Regions from separate parts of the Pan troglodytes genome. Here region 1 is linked to region 2. The links are chromatin contacts, called in public HiChIP or PLAC-seq maps. All regions are on one chromosome and are shown on one strand. The core of a region is the stretch at or near the end of the contact, and the rest is flanking DNA. Distances in the headings are between cores, read along the strand shown.

Evidence for each region. HiChIP or PLAC-seq counts read pairs in DNA pulled down with a chosen protein or histone mark.
Region 1: a contact with region 2 is called in an H3K4me3 HiChIP or PLAC-seq map of stem cell-derived excitatory neurons, with 4 times the contacts expected there. The contact joins the promoter of PIK3CB here to the promoter of FAIM in region 2. A contact is called at or near these places in 1 of 7 Hi-C or Micro-C datasets (stem cell-derived neural progenitor cells) and 1 of 1 datasets of contacts at active chromatin or transcription factors (stem cell-derived excitatory neurons).

What each region holds. Positions count from the first base shown.
Region 1 is chr2:142,048,173-142,051,564 of NHGRI_mPanTro3-v2.0_pri, reverse strand. PIK3CB (phosphatidylinositol-4,5-bisphosphate 3-kinase catalytic subunit beta) reads left to right here and starts at 2,048. Exons shown (of 23, transcript XM_016942048.3): 1 at 2,048-2,281.
Region 2 is chr2:141,820,432-141,823,698 of NHGRI_mPanTro3-v2.0_pri, reverse strand. FAIM (Fas apoptotic inhibitory molecule) reads right to left here and starts at 1,476. Exons shown (of 5, transcript XM_001157252.8): 1 at 1,273-1,476. It also overlaps a transcript of CEP70 not described here.

The DNA.
Region 1 (3,392 bases), core at 799-3,298, 230 kb before region 2:
CTTGCTTAAAATTTCTGCCTCATTGGCCAGTAATCACATCACTTTTGGGAGGCTGAGGCGGGCAGATCACGAAGTCAAGAGATGGAGACCATCCCGGCCAACACAGTGAAATCCCGTCTCTACTAAAAAACAAAAAATTAGCCAGGCATGGTGGTGCGCGCCTGCAGTCCCAGCTACTTGGGAGGCTGAGGCAGGGGAATCCCTTGAATTCAGGAGGCGGAGGTTGCAGTGAGCCGAGATTGTGCCACTGTACTACAGCCTGACGACAGAGCAAGACTCCGTCTCAAAAAAAGAAAAAAAAAAATTAGGCGTGTGTGGTGGCAGGTGCCTGTAATCCCAGCTACTCTGGAGGTTGAGGCAAGAGAACTGCTTGAACCTGGGAGGTGGAGGTTGCCATGAGCTGAGATGGTGCCACTGCACTCCAGCCTGGGCAACAGAATGAGACTGTCTCAAAAAAAAAATTTTTTTTCCTCTTAAGTTTCTGTTTTGTAAATTTTTATATTTTTTAATTCTTCTGGATTTTTTTTTTTTTTTCCCTAGACAGGGTCTTGCTCTATTTCCCGGGCTGGAGTGCAGTGGTGCTACCGTGCTATCTCGACTCACACCAGCCTCGACTTCCCTCGACTTCCTGGGTTCATATTATCCTCCCACCTCAGTCTCCCAAGTAGCTGGGACAACAGATGCACATCACCACACTCACGTCATTTTTGTCAGTCTCGCTATATTGCCCAGGCTAGGTGTGAACTCCTGGGCTCAAGTGATCTGCCCACCTCGGCCTCCCAAAGTGTTGGTATTACAGCCTCTTCTGGAATTTATTTTTCAATGTTCTTGCTTTAAATCGAAAGTCAATTAAAACCAGGATCATTGGCCGGGCACGGTGGCTCATGTCTGTAATCCCAGCCCTTTGGGAGGCCGAGGCGGGCGGATCACCTGAGGTCGGGAGTTCGAGACCAGCCTGACCAACGTGGAGAAACCCCGTCTCTACTAAAAATACAAAATTAGCTAGGCGTGGTGGCGCATGCCTGTAATCCTCAGGAAGGCTGAGGCAGGAGAATCGCTTGACCGGGGGAGGCAGAGTTGCGGTAAGCCAAGATCGCGCCATTGCACTCCAGCCTGTGCAACAGTAGCGAAACTCTGATTCAAAATAAATAAATAAATAAAAAATAAAAAAAACTAGGATCATTTCTCCAATAAACTATTGGTTTGTCACTTAATTGATTTGTCACGTTTGCTTTTTATTATGTTGTACTTCTAGATTTTATCCCTGACTACTCAACTATTTGTCCAGGGTAATATAGGAGCATTACGTTAGAATATACTAGCTTTGGAGTGAGTTAAAATGTTGGTTTTCAGTAAGTAAAATTTAAGTGTCCCACTAGAAAGAGGGCTGTGATATTTCGCGGTTGGGGTCAAAGGTAACAGGAAACAAGGTAGGCAAAAAGGGGTAAAGTTTAAGGCTCTGCAGACAAATGTTAGGTGTTGTTACTGCAAAATTGAACAAAGAACAAGAATCTTGGGCTTGAAAGGCTGGACTTTTCCCTAGAAACAACCATTCACAGTGTAGGGACTGAAGGGCCAGCTGTGAGGCAGCCGAGCTAGCGCCCTATCCTCACAAAGGGAGTGAAAGACGGAGACGGGTAGCGGGAAAAAAATAAGTGCTGCGTCCAAGAATTTAGGAGTCAGTCCATGTCGCAGAACAGGGAGAAGGGCTGGGAAGAAAAGGCCAGCAAGGAACCTAGGAAGAGCGGAATCTCTCGGGAGGAAGTTATGGAGGCCGCAGCGGGTGATGGGTCTCTCCTGAAGGCGACTTGCCGGGGATTCCCTATTCCGCAGTCCTCTGGGAGTCGCAAAGAGAGTTAGGAAAGGCCGTGCAGCAGCGTCGCAGCCGGGCTGGCAACGGTAGAAGAATCGGCAGTGAGGCCTCTCCCCACACCCTGCCAGCCCAGCTGCCGCCGCCGCCGCCACCGCGGGGCCCGGGATTGGCCCGAGGGCGGCGCAGGGCGGGGCGGGGGCTGCTGGGATGCAGGCCTGAGAGGCTCGCGCGCGCGCACACGGGCGCGGGTACGGCGGCGGCGCGCGCGTGCTCTGTCGGCCTGTGCGGCGCTGCGGCGGAGCGGGCCATGGCAGTGGGGAGCGGGCGAGTGTAGTGCTGCGCGGGGCAGGCGGGAGGTGATCGAGAGAGGCAGGGATGGGGGCGCCGGAGTGGAGCGGTTGCGGCGGCCTGGGCTGCTGACTGCGCACTTGGAATAGTAGCAGGCGGCGGCGGCGGAGCGCCAGGCAGGTGAGTGCGGCGGCCGGGACCCGGATGCGGCGCCGGCTGCGGTGCCCCCGGGCGTGCTGGCGGTGCGTTCTAGCTTGCCGCTACCTGCGGCGCTGGCGACTCTTGTGGTTGCACCGCGCTTCCTTCCAGCTTGGAGGATAACCGCCTACCGGCCGGTGGGGGCGTCTGGCTTGGTTGCGGCCCGCCCTGGGCTCTCCAAGGTGAGTGGCGCCCCCCGGCCCCTGGGCGGCAGAGACGCTGCCGGGCGTCCCGGGCCACTGTCGCTTTGGGTCCCGTTCCTGAGGGGCGTTTCTGTGGAGAGACGGCGTACTCGCGTCCCGCGTCTATGCGGACACCTCCGGAACTTCCCGACCCTCAGGTGCCTTTTTGCGCAGAAGTGTATTTCAGAGGCGTGGACCCAGGGTTATTAGGTTACGGACATGTTTTCGAATCCCAACGCCGCTGCTGACCAGTCCTGGGGCCTTGGGCCAAAATATCCTGATGTGTTAAATGGAAATAATAATACATACACCATAAGGTTGTTGTGAGGTTAGGCATAACTGAACAAGTGCTAAGTAAATGATACCCCTGCTGCAGCATCTCGTGTTAGCTATTGCTAATTCCTGGCTGCTGGCGTGCGTTTGGGGGCACATTTATTTCCGATCTGCTCTGGTGTTGCAGTAACCGATACTGGAGTTGCTTAATATTGGAGCCTGTTAACCTCGCAGTGGCCAAAATAGAATCCTATAGTCCCTTACTAGAATCCTGCAGTCTCTTCCCGCAGGGCTGAATTGGAACCCTGTGTCAGGTACTGAGTGGGAATTGCTGCTGAAATGAAACCGAGCAAATTCGGGATTCGCTTAGGATGAAAGATGGTGGGACGTAAACTTGAAGTGCCTTGCTGTTTCATCTCAAGTGACACTTGAACTCTGCCACTTGTTACAGAGTTATAAACACACGAAGAGTATGGAAACAGACTCTTTTTTCTGCATTGCTACATCCAAAGGGAGTGACAAGTGCTTTTGTAAACATCATTGTGGGCAGTGTGACTGTCTGGTGAAGTCATGATAATTAAATGAGTACTTATTTTGAAGCACTGAATGGAAGTTTGGAGATATGATTCGTAATAAAA
Region 2 (3,267 bases), core at 227-2,726:
CAATCTTTTAAAATCCCTTCCCTAGCAACCCAACACCTAAGTTTCAGAGCATGACTTAAACACCAACACGTTGCCACTGTTCACCTAATCCACCTGAATTTTGCCTTAACTTAGGTTTATTCTTACTGGGGACTGAAATGGTTCGTTCAAGATAAACCGAAGTCAGTTTAAAAATTACTAGATGATAGTAGTTACTAAGATGCTCATGGTTCCCTTTTCAGCAAAGGCCCCCAGGTAGGGCCAGCCAATAATGCAAGTCACACTCAAGTGTTGACATCTTCATCTCCGGACCGGCCTCTTATGAAGTGAGGGGGGTCTCCAGTAAAATCACTCGGGAAGCTCCTCGAGCCAAGTATTCCCAAATGCTACTTACTGGAGGTACAAAAAGGAGAATAACTTTTCTGAGGGCCATTTCACAATGTATACCAGAAGCCTTGTGGTATAGACCGTGGATTCTATCTTGTTTTAGAACGAATCTTGTGGGATTCATTCTACAGAAATGATCACGCTCAAAAACCCAGATGCAACGATGCTCAATGAATTACTTTTTGCAATAACTAAAAACTGAAAACCACTTGTACGCTCACCATCAGGGAGAAACTACATTTAGTAAATCACAGTGCAAAGCCATGCCGAGAGAGAGAGAGAGAGAGAGAGAAAGAGAGAGAAGAGAGAGAGAGAACTTTATGATGCAGGTTCTGCAAAAACAAGCCCCGCTCATATTACAAGGAAAAACCATCTGGAAGAATATACACCCTCCTGTTAACCCAGCTTGTCTCTGGGGAGCAGCGGCACGGCTGCTTTGCTTGCTTCCTTGCTTTCTGTTCCACGTTTTCGACAGTGACAAGTATTATCTTTAGAGGTCGCGAACAGGCCGGAGGAGGGTGCGGCAGGTCGCGGGGCAGGGCCTCGCTAGGCAGGGACGCCCCCGCACCGCCCCGGGCTGGCCCCGCGCCCCGCCGCACCTCCACCTTTGCCGGCGGTGAGCGGGAGCCGCGTCCCGCCCCGAGGTCTGGGATCACCGGCGGGCCGGCTGGAAGCGTCCGGAACTCACCCAGCGCCTCACCCGCGCGGGTCTCACCGACCGCGCAAACACCGCCCGCCGCCGCCGCCGCCGCCGCCCAGAGATGGCCGCCGCCGGCGCAGCAGGGCCGAGAGCGTGGGGACGCCGGGGGGCTGCGTGCAGGGGTTTCCAGGGTGCGGAGCGGGCAGGCCCGAGGCGTCCGGGCGGGCGCAGGCGCGACACCGACCCCACCCGGTCTGCTGCCTCACCTGTGCTCTGTGGGCCGCGGGAGGTTCTGGGGTAGGTTGCACTAAACAACCGGTTGGTTCCGACTCGGCTACGTAGGCCGCGTGGCCTTGCTCCCCTGGCCGAGAAACAGGCGCAGCCGGCGCGGAGGTTGAAAGCTCTGCAGGCGCGAGTACCAAACGCGCCGACTGTTTGTCGAGCCTCTCAGGTCCCCTGGGGCGACCAGCGCAGGAGGCCGCCCCTCCCGCCGCCACGGACCCAACCCTGGTCCTCTGCCTTAGCCGAAGGCCGCACCCTCCGCGCATAGGCCTTCCTCAGCCCCAACCCAGGACATCACTATGTCCCGCAGTGCGTCCAGTCTTCCCGCCAGCAAGTGTGGGTAGGAGCCGGCCGCTGGCCCCGCTCTGGGCTAGACGGTGGGGACATCCTGGCGGGCAAAAACAGCCCTGTGCCTGCTCTGCAGCTATGGGGAAGGAATATCTGTTCATGGCAGCAATAGCATTCGCTCCTTAAAACCTCTTTATGGAGTCTCATTCCTTTTTTAAAGACCCAAACTACTTAAGGTGGGCATGAAGCCCCCATGTGTGATCTAGCCCCTGCCTGCTTGGCTTCATTTAGGTCCTTAAAGGATGCAGGTTTCTTCTCGCCCAGGGCCTCTGCAAATGCTCTTCTCTCTGCCTGGACACTCCTCACCTCTTCCCTGTTGTGAGTGTTCTTCATATATCATTTCTTAGATTACACTATCCTGGCCCATAAGACTTGCAGCATTGCTGGGTGTGGTGGCTCATACCTGTAATCACGGCATTTTGGGAGGCAGAGTGGCGGATCTCTTGAGTCCAGGAGTTCAAGACCAGCCTGGGCAACATGGTAAAAAAAAAAAAAAAAAAAAAGAGAGAGAGAGAATGAGAAAGAAGAAAAGAAAATAATTAGCGGCTCAGGCCTGTAATCCTAGCTACTTGGGACGCTGAGGTGGGAGAATTGCTTGGGCCCTGAAGGGAGGTAGAGGCTGCAGAGAGCTGTGATTGCACCACTACACTCCAGCCTGGGCAACAGAGCGAGACCCTGTTTCATTAAAAAAAAAACACACACACAAAAAGAAACAGCCGGGCTCAGTGGCTCACGCCTGTAATCCCAGCACTTTGGGATGCTGAGGCAGGCATGGCAAAACCCCGTCACTACTGAAAATACAAAACTTAGAGGGGTGTGGTGGTGCATGCCTGTAGTCCCAACTACTTGGGAGGCTGAGGCAGGAGAATCGCTTCAACCTGGGAGGTGGAGGTTGGAGTGAGCTGAGATTGAGCCACTGCACTCCAGCCTGGGCGAAGAGCAAGACTCTGTCTCAAAAAAAAAAACAAAAAACAAAAAACGCCGGGCACGGTGGCTTACACCTGTAATCCCAGCACTCTGGGAGGCCAGGGTGTGCGGATTGCCTGAGGTCAGAAGTTTGAGACCAGCCTGGCCAACGTGGTGAAACCCTATCTCTACTAAAAATACAAAAATTAGCCGGGCATGGTGGCATGCGTCTGTAATCCCAGCTACTCAGGAGGCTGAGGCAGGAGAATCACTTGACCTTGGGAGGTGGCAGTTGCAGTGAACTGAGATCACCTCACTGTACTGCAGCCTGAGCCACAGAGTGATACTTCGTCTCAAAAACAAAAACAAAAAAAACACAAAGATTGCAGCACCAGGGATTCTTCTTCCTAGCCCCTTTCAGGGTGTGCAATAATTTGTGTAATTTTTGCTTAATGTGTAACTTAACAGTAGACTGAGATCCATGAAGGCCGAGACCATGGCCGCTTGGCTCTCATTCTTGTATGTCCCACATCTGTACCGTGCAGGCCCATGTTAGCTCTGGTAAATATTTATTAAATGAATGAATGAATGAAGAGCAGGCCTGGGTAGTGTCTTAGGTGGCCTTGATTTTCAATTTAAGGAGGAGACAGTGTTGCCTACAGAGAGCGAGAAAAGTTGTTGAGTGGGCCATGTGAGGAGCAGTGAATGGTCCCTGTGGAGAGTAG